Regions from separate parts of the Oryza sativa genome. Here region 2 is linked to region 1. The links are chromatin contacts, called in public HiCAR-type maps. All regions are on one chromosome and are shown on one strand. Each heading gives the region's core, a stretch centred on a gene start, on an enhancer-like site or on the middle of the called end of the contact. The rest is flanking DNA. Distances are from core to core; before and after follow the strand shown. Region 1 holds the start of LOC4329938 (acetolactate synthase small subunit 1, chloroplastic). Region 2 holds the start of LOC4329956 (histone-lysine N-methyltransferase ASHR3-like).

Region 1 (4,571 bases), core at 1,229-3,728:
TCACCTCACAGGACTGAAGGTAAATATTTAAATAGAAATATGGAATAAGTTCAGAGATATGGCACCTTTATAGCATACTAATTGTGTTTATGCACTAAGTTATTATCGCTTATAGCATTACATTGTTCTGGAACCAATACTGGCTAACATCTAGGTTCAACTGCATTTGTTTTCGTACCGAGTAAAATGCACTCTCAACATAACCAGCTAATTATTCAAATTATGTAAAAATAAAATAGAACTAGATGAAGGACTCATGAGATTTTTTTTCTATTTAAAGTACAAGAAACATACCCCAGCATTGGATGGTTGATCAAAACTTCCATTGACTGTCTTATTTACAGAAGTAAGAAGAGAATTTTTGGGCAATGCCTCTATGAGATCTGGGTAAGAAGCAGCAGAAAATCCCCAGAAGCGGGCAGTTGCTCCAATTTTTTCACGTCTCAAAGCAATCTGAGGGGGAAAAAAGAGTCAGCACTGTGAATAACACATGTATGCATGCATGATAAATGCAAATAGAAAATGGTCAAGAAAATACTTTTCCCGTTCTACAAATTTCTTTTATCCCAAATTTGCTGAGGTTCCTTTGCACAGCAACAATTTTGCCAGGATCTCCAGTTACCTACAACTTGATCAAATACACATCAAAGGAATTCCTACAATCATATGTATGTAAACCTGTTGGAATCAGGAGTCTTTACCTCGATGGTAAGGGTGTTCTCCGAAATATCAACAACTTTCGCTCGGAAAATATCAACTAAAACCATGACCTGACAATCATAACAAGATTTTGTGCAGTACGAGTGAGTTCCAACATGCCTGTTGCTTAATTCACTACACAAAGTTTTTACACTATGCAAATAGCAAGTCAACAGCACATGTTACCTCAGGACGCTGATCTGGTTCAACATTAATTTTTATAAGCATCAGCTCTCTTTCAACCTGTGGCTCCTTAGATAGATCTTCCACCTGCAATTTTTAGCCGGCACAAGAATTAAGGAGAGTATAAAATCAAGAGAAAGAGAGGTTAAAATGACCATGCTATCCAGCGTTCCAGACTTAACTACCTTGTACATAGGTGAGGAATGGTTAGTGCGATGTTTCGTGTGAACACGGGAGAGAGAGACTATGTGATAGATAAGGGAAAGCAATGAACATTTTCAATAATTGAAATGCAATGCAACTATTTTAAACAAGGTCACATGGCAGTATCCACATATTTATACTTATCAGATGCTACAGTAGCATTTACTGTGCTATAACTCAAGTACTCAACGAAAAGCCCAAGATACTCAGGAATACTTAGGTTATAATAGAAAACCTGGTTATTTGGTTACAAATGAAAACATTGAATTTTAATTTTTCTGCTCCCGGACTTTATTGCATAAATTGTGCAGACAAGAGAAATAGAGCACATTACATTGACCAGAATATGTCTGTACGTGATAAAATGCAAGTTTGACATTCAATATAGTTAGCGAGATACTCACGGAAAAGAGTTATTTATTCTTACTCTTAGAAGATTTTCAATAAAGAGGGCTAATGTTTTGACCAGATTAGGATAAAAGGTTTCTGCCCTTGGTATTTCTAGCTACAAAAGATGCTCAAGAGCAAGGCACGTTATAAAATATAAACAGAGTTGATACTGTAGAAATTCCGCTCTTTATAGAACAATATTCAACATTGGTATCTTCACTCTGCTGACACCAATCGCTGTCAAAGAATCTTACTGAGGGCCGGAAGCTTATCAGATCTATAAATGGCAAACTAAATTGGTTTAAGCATCAAATTCACATGACCCCAACAAATTTTGGAGCAAGGGGGCTCACATTCAAGACGTTGACAAGCTTGTTGAGCTGCTCGATGACTTGGTTGAGCACCCTGTCCGTGCCGGAGACGACAATGGTGAACATGGCCTTGTCCTTGTTGAGCCCCACGGCGAGCGACTCGATGTTGTACCCTCTCCTGGCGAACACCCCGGCGATCCGGTTTATCATCCCGCTCTCGTCGCCGACGAACACAGAGATCGTGTGGCGCCGCACCCTGCATTCCCTTCCCCCCCCCCCCCCAAACAAAAGAAAAATACAATCCACCCCGATTGATTGAATCAGTTGAGCAAGCAACCGCAACAAACACACCACACGGAACGAATTCAGGCGGAGAACGGCATTGGATAACTCACGTGTCCCTCGCGGCGCTCGCGGGCGCCCCCACCGCCGCCGCGCTCACCGCCGTCACCGCCTCGCCGCCGCCGCCGCCGGAGGAGGCCGCGGCGACGGCCCGGCGGACGCGCGGGCACCATGGCCGGTGCGCCGCCGCGGCGCGCGCGGGGACGCCGCCAGCACGGCATGCCGGCGCCAGCGGCGAGGGGCGGAGATGGTGCGGGGAGGCGACGGACATCGTTTGGCTTGGCTCGAGCTCGAAGGTGACGGGGGGCTGGTCTGTATTGTGTGACAGTGGGCACGGGGCACTCGGTTTAGTTTTTGGGTTAAGCCATGGTAGCACTAGTAGGGTTTATGCGGAGTGGAGGGGCGAAGGCGGCTGGTGGAAAATTACTGGGCTGGCCCCCGCGCGGCCGCGCGCCGCTTGGCTTTGGGGGGAGACGGCGTGTGCGGCGTGTGCGAGTGCGAGTGCGAGCGTGACACCACCCGCCGCGCGCGGCCGCGGCGCGATCCGCTCGCGATGGGTCACGGGTGGCCCTGCGTTCGCGTTGGGGCACTACTTGGCCGGGCAGCGGCAGCGGCTGGGCGGCGTGGGGGACCGACCGATATTCGGTATCTTGGTCTGACGTCGACGGCCCCGGCGGCTGCGGCTCCCACAGCTGCCTGCTTTTGCTTTGGAGGCTTTCGGCAATTCGGCTCCGTGTCTACGCTCTCTATGGGTCAACATGGTTATCTTCGAAAAATAAAAAGACCCAACCCATCCAACTCATGATGATGCGTCGAAATGGCTGAATTTGCGAGGTTTTCTTTTCTTAAGGGTTTGGAGGGTGTACCGTGTACGTGTCACCGAGCCGCTCGGGTTTGTAGGTGAAAGTGTAGTATCACGCATGTGCGAAGGGTCGATATATACATGTGATGATGCCAGGTGCCAGCGGTACGGCCAAAAGATGATGCCACGTGTTTCGGAGTTGCTTTTTGTAGTTTTGTTTTTCTTGGGCGCGCACGTCAATCGATTCGTTACGTGGTGCAATGAGGCGGCGTTTGCTTTACTCCATCCAAGTGGTTGGGACGATTTTGTTTTTGTTTACGTGCGTGGGAGCTGTCACGTTTCTCGTGTGTTTAGCGACTATTTTGTGAGGAAAAAAATTAAGCATGAGATCGTGGAGCATGTGAGTACTGTTGTCATCGATTCCTCTCGTAAATCGTAGCACGCCATTTTTTAGATGAAACCGAGAGATGGCCCGAGACCATATGCCAAGAGCTCCCTCCACGCGACTCTAAAAAAACAGAAAATAGAGATATCACCGGATCTTTTTTTAAGTTGCAAATTAGGACGTATACGTACACACACCACGCTCACATCACACACAACACACGCACCCACACGCGTGTTTCTAACACACGTTAGAATTTAGATTGGAGACCTATATCTTAATGCACGGGAAACATGTAGTAGTATTAAACACGCACACATGTATACCCTTATATCTGATCGGAACCAATCGAGTCGTTCCGGAGGAAAGAGGGGAAAAGACCCCGGGTGAGCACGAGCGATTGCAACGGACATTCAGCCCATTGTATTTGGAACGAAACGTTATCGCGACATACTTGAGGCCCATTGTAGCCCCTTGCATTTGGGTCGAAACAATATCGCGACGTACGAGGCCCATTATATCTGCCTAACTGGGCCGGAAAGGTATTGATTGCCTGCAACGGTAACGTGGCGCACGTGTAGTCCATCATATTTGCCCGTTCGGGCCAGAGCGGTATAGTGGCGAACGTTGGGTGGGCGGGCCATTTGTCGTGCAAGGCCGCGCATGCATGTGTACGCGCATCATCATCCACCGCTCGCGAAGTCGCCATCTCGATCGTACGAAGCGCACTTGATCAATGCACTGGCCACCGGTGCACTTGTCAAAATGAGGGAAACACCAGGGCGGTTCTCCCATTCATGCTGCATGCTGATCTTCCACCACGCGAGGGCAAAACGAAACGATATAATACTAGTACTAGTACATTTACTATCGTGTCGCGTCGACAGCGACAGCGACAGCGAGAAGAGAGGATCGTGCGATCTGATCGAGTAGCTAGCGCTTTCCAGTCGCGCGCGAAACCCGCCCGTCGCGCCGGGCAAGCAAGCGCACTGCGACTCACCATCGCCATCGACGACAGCGACGCTCTCGCTCGCACGCTGCCAACATAGGGCCTGTTTGGTATGGAGAGCTCCACCCAACTCTACTCCTAGTTTTGTTGGAGCTAAAACTGTTTGGCTGAGCTCCAGCTCCAAAAGAGATAGAGTTCGAGCTAGAGCTGTGCCAAACAGGCCCATAGCCCCGCGTCCCTTGCTCCGGAGGTGGAAGTCGTGCTTATTACACTCCCCCTATCTTATAATATAGCAACCTTAAACCA
Region 2 (4,571 bases), core at 721-3,220, 170 kb before region 1:
ATCTTGAACTTGATCTCCCCCTTCCTCTGCGGCAAGGCTGCGAGCCTGGGCGGCGGGAGCGCGACAGGGTTAGCGGCCGCCTCGGCCTGGGCGCGCATGTCGTCGAGGCCCCGGTAGAACTCGACCTCCTCGAGCTTCTCCCGTGCCCACTTGAAGCGGAGCTCGCGGAGCATCTCGCCGCGGATGCCGACGTCCGACGCGAACCGCGTCATCTCCTTCACCTCCTCGCAGTGGAGGTAGCCCCGGAGCTCGGCGCGGACCCGGTCCCGCTGCATCCCGTCGCGCACGGCGGCGCTGACCTCCCACACCGCCGCCCAGAGGTCGTCGCTGAGCTCGACGGCGCCGCCCTCCTCCGGCTCGACCCCGGTGAGGCGGCACAGGACGGCCTCCGCCACGAGGCGGAGCATCTCGTCGAGCACGTGGCGGGCATGGGTGGGGAACGCCGCGGCGAGGGTCGGCCGCAGCGCGGCGACGAAGCGCGCGAGGAACTCGTCGAGCAAGGGGTCGGGGGCCGGCTGCTGTTCTTGCTCCGCGTCCGCGTCCGCGCCCGCGCCCGGGGTCAGCTCGGACTGGAGGATCCGGGAGGCGACGGGGGGCGGCGCGTGATGAGGAGGCGGTGGGGGTTCCGCGTGGAGGCAGCGGCGGAGGGGCGGGAGTGGGGCGCGGGCGACGGCGAGGGAGGGGAGGAGGCGGCGGGTGAGCTTGGAGAGGGAGATGAGGGCTCTCATGGTGGCGGCGGCCGCGCCCGGTGGTGACGGCGGCGGCGGTGGGCAGTGAGGCGTAAAACCCTACCAACGCAGTAGGGGGGAGAAGAGGAAGGCGGGGAGGGGATCGGTCGATCTGGACCGTCGATGTCTCCGATCCAACGGCTATTCGTTGTTGCGGCGCGCTCGTCGGTCTGTCAGCGATCAGCAGCCTTGAGAGCAGGTACAGTAGGAGGCTATAAGCCAGCTGTAAACATATTTTAAAAATATAAATGAGAAGAAAGAGGAGTAGCGGGCTATATATTTGTAGCCAGCTGTAGCACGGATTCAAAGACAGTGTGTGTATGACAAGTGGGACCAGGTATTAATAGTGTAGTATATAACTATTGTATGAATAAGCTATTGGATTGGCTATAGTTGAATTGGAGCTAGTAGTTGGCTATCCTATTAAACTTGCTCAAATGATGATCTTTTGAGTGATCAAAAGGACACTTGGTGGCTACATGTAAATGTTGCTGTTTATTGAAGGACGAATATAAATTTGTCAAAAAAATTCATCTTATTTCGTCCGAAAAGAAAATTATCCTTTGATATGTTGCAAATCAAGTGAGAGCAGCGCTAAAAAAAAGAATGGCAGTAAAAGTACTAAAGGTGTGATGATAAAATTATTAGTACATGACTCAACCTAACATACTTCAAATCTTCACGTGTAAAAAAAACACAAATGGGTACACTTTGAATTTGAATTTAGTAAGGTTAGAAATTTATAATAAAGTGAGTATAGTTTAAATGGTTAGATTCCTTGTGATCAAGCTAGCTTACCCAAATTCGAGCCATATACTAAACATGAATGCTTGTATTTACGGTTAAATATTTTCATTAATAGGTGATATACCTGTCAACATCGAGGCATTTGTGGTGACTTCGTCAATATCAAAATATGCCGTTTAATCTTTCGGATGTGCTTCTAGGTGTAGGATGCTAGTAAGTCTTTATCAATCTCAAGATATACTAGTCAGTCTTTCGGATGTGCTCCGAGCACCCGCGTTTGTAGGTGAAGTAAAAAAACAAATTCATATCAAGTGAAGGGTCTATTCGCAAGTTTGAGAGAAACGAATTCCGAATTTTCAAGCGGACCACTCTGCAAAAGCAGCACGGGGAAAATTTTCACTCACGAAAAAATTTTCACCCCCAAAAAAACGTTGCGAGGCGCGGCCGCGCGGGGGCTCCCCCCTTCTTCCCCAATTCAGACCTCCATTCCCCCCATTCCCTTCTCCCCCTTCTGCACGACTCCACCCACCTCCAATGCCCTCCAAACCCTAGCCCATAACCCCTCCCGCCTCGCTGCCATGCCAGATCTGAGCACCGTCTGCCTCCCCCTCTCGCCGCAACCCCCCTCCACCGCCGCCGCCGCCGGCGGGGAGCTAGCAGGCGAGCAGCCCGCCGCCGCCGCCGTCACCACCGCCGCGGCGGCGGTGTCTGCGTCGGCAGAGGCGGAGGCGGCGGGGGAAGCAGAATCCGCCTCCGGTGGCGACGGCGCGCCCGTTCTCCCGGTGGAATGCCGATGGAGCGGCCGAGTTCGCAGCTTCGCGGGCGCTGGCGAGGGCGCGGGCGCGGCCGCTGTCCCCGCGTGCCCCGCCCCGCGCCGCGGGGGCGGGAAAAAGCCGTCCTCCGCGCCGTCGCCTTCGTCCACGGTGGCGACCGCGCCGGCTCATCCATCGGGTCGGCCGTTCGAGGAGTACGTTAAGGAGTGGAAGGCGAAGAAGGCGGCGCTCGGCGTGCCGGCCGGACGCTGCGAGCTGCCTTTCCTAACCGGCACGCCTAAGGCGGTGCGCGTTTTTCTTTTGCTCGTAATGATATGCTTTGATGTAGTAACAGATGCTTGAGCTTACTTAGAACTTTTGTTTGAACAAACTGAACTGTCTCTTCGTGGGCATGACGAGTGAAATTATGACTTTAGAAGTGATCTAGTGGTTTACAGGGGCAAAATTGAGTAGATAATAATATATACCATGTGGGTGAGAAAAAATTGTAACCCTGATGCTTAGACTGGTAATACATTTTTAGATAAGTAATGCAGCAGTTTGAAAACGTATTAGAACATTTGAAGTTTTGAATGTGTTGGTTGTGTCCTTGTGTTTTGCAGATTTTATTTCCTCTAGTTCTAAATTCTTAGAAACATTAGACCACACGAGCTCGGATTTTTGTATATTTGAATTTTGAACAACCATGTATTTTAAGCATTTCCTATTATCACATTAGAATGATATGGGTAGATTGGTCATAAGACATTCTTCTGTATTATTATTTATTATACCCTACAAAGTCCATAAGGACAATATTTTTTGACTGAAGGGAGTAGCACTGCAGTAGCATGCAGTATGGAGGTGAACACATAAATTTGACACTTTTGGGTCCTCCCACACTGGTGTGCGTGCAATGTCCATTAAATGTCTTGTCATCTTGATAACTTCAAATTCCATACGATTCGTGTTCTGTCAGGTGGTAATCAGAAATAATGTGGATAAAAAGTAGTAGTGCTAACACTAGATGTTTGATGGCTGACACAGAAATGCTAGAATGCATGAAGTATTTATCCGTGGGGCTATGCTTGATGTTGCTAATATACTTATGATGTGCTGAGACATGTGTTTCCGCTACGCAAATTTGTGTAATGTTCAAGCAGAAGCATTTTAAAGTTTAAAAAACCAAAAATTTAATACCGCTGTAATGTTTGGTCACTTTGGTGCAAGAATCAGTCCTTTTTTGGGAGGAGTTTCCTCATGCATTTTGTTTCCCTCATTCGGACTGCTAACTGCACTCAATGCCAACAGTAGGACTGAGATATGTGTCCGATTCTGAATGTTTACGAAATGCCTGGTTGGAGTTCTGGAAACATTGTATGAGCTGACACCTAGGTTTCTATTATTGCTTGATGCTTACATCCTTACTTAATAATTATCAAACTTTTATGTGCGTCTGCCTTGTTAAAACAGCAGCTCATTAATAAACAAATGTCAAATTGATTAATGAAGGGACTGTTTCCTATGAAATTCTGTGTAAATCCTGCAGTAAAAGCAGGCTTACATCAACATCAGCACTAGTTTTTGTTATTGTTTTTTTGTTTGCTTAGCAGCTCATGCCATGTTCATCTCTGCACAGGTTGAATGTCGATTATGTTCTAAGATTATTCATCCTGGAGAAGAAATAAAGTGTTCGGTTAGTAGATGTGGAGAATTGTTCCACCTGACTTGTGCAGCAGAAGATACCACAAATTTCATTGCTGAAAGCTTCAAATGCCCTCAACATGTAAGCTCCGATCTTATGAACTGGAGTGTGCTCTAGTATGTGCTAAGTCTCTCGTGCACATAAGGGAGCATGTAAGATTTTACTAAAGAACCACTCTAAATAAAAATCCACTGCTGAAATTTGTAGGCTTCTCTGGCCATCTTATTTAATTTCATAACATGGATAGTTGTTACTTTCATGCAATGTACAGACAGTACAGCTGTGCATTATTTATTGTTTTGAGGCCAAGGGATGCAGTATATACTATCACACCTACGGGTAATACATACTCCCACCATCCTAAAATATAGCTACTTTTAGCATTCAATAATTGTCCCAAAATATAGCTACCTTTGTACCTACTCTCTCATCTCAACCAATCACAACCATCTCTCATTTAATGTCTTCACCTACTTCCTCATCTCAACCAATCACAACCATCCCTCAGTTTATTTTACTTTTCTGCTTGATACCCATGCCCAACTCTAGATGTCATTATATTTTGGGACGGAAGGAGTATATTAATACTGAGTCAAATTCTGTGTAGTTTTAATTGTATAAATCTATCACATGTTCATG

What was found. HiCAR-type assays count read pairs that join an accessible place to other places.
Region 2: a contact with region 1 is called in a HiCAR-type map of leaf, with 2.2 times the contacts expected there. The contact joins the promoter of LOC4329956 here to the promoter of LOC4329938 in region 1. A contact is called at or near these places in 3 of 15 Hi-C or Micro-C datasets (leaf, panicle and seedling) and 1 of 4 datasets of contacts at active chromatin or transcription factors (leaf).

Annotation. Positions count from the first base shown.
Region 1 is chr2:24,366,350-24,370,920 of ASM3414082v1, reverse strand. LOC4329938 (acetolactate synthase small subunit 1, chloroplastic) reads right to left here and starts at 2,478. Exons shown (of 12, transcript XM_015772233.3): 1 at 2,183-2,478; 2 at 1,830-2,043; 3 at 886-969; 4 at 702-770; 5 at 539-622; 6 at 295-453. The coding sequence starts at 2,400.
Region 2 is chr2:24,538,258-24,542,828 of ASM3414082v1, reverse strand. LOC4329956 (histone-lysine N-methyltransferase ASHR3-like) reads left to right here and starts at 1,970. Exons shown (of 11, transcript XM_066307499.1): 1 at 1,970-2,533; 2 at 3,867-4,013. The coding sequence starts at 2,054. It overlaps LOC4329957 (pentatricopeptide repeat-containing protein At5g61990, mitochondrial), which reads right to left and starts at 782. Exons shown (of 2, transcript XM_015769214.3): 1 at 1-782. The coding sequence starts at 728.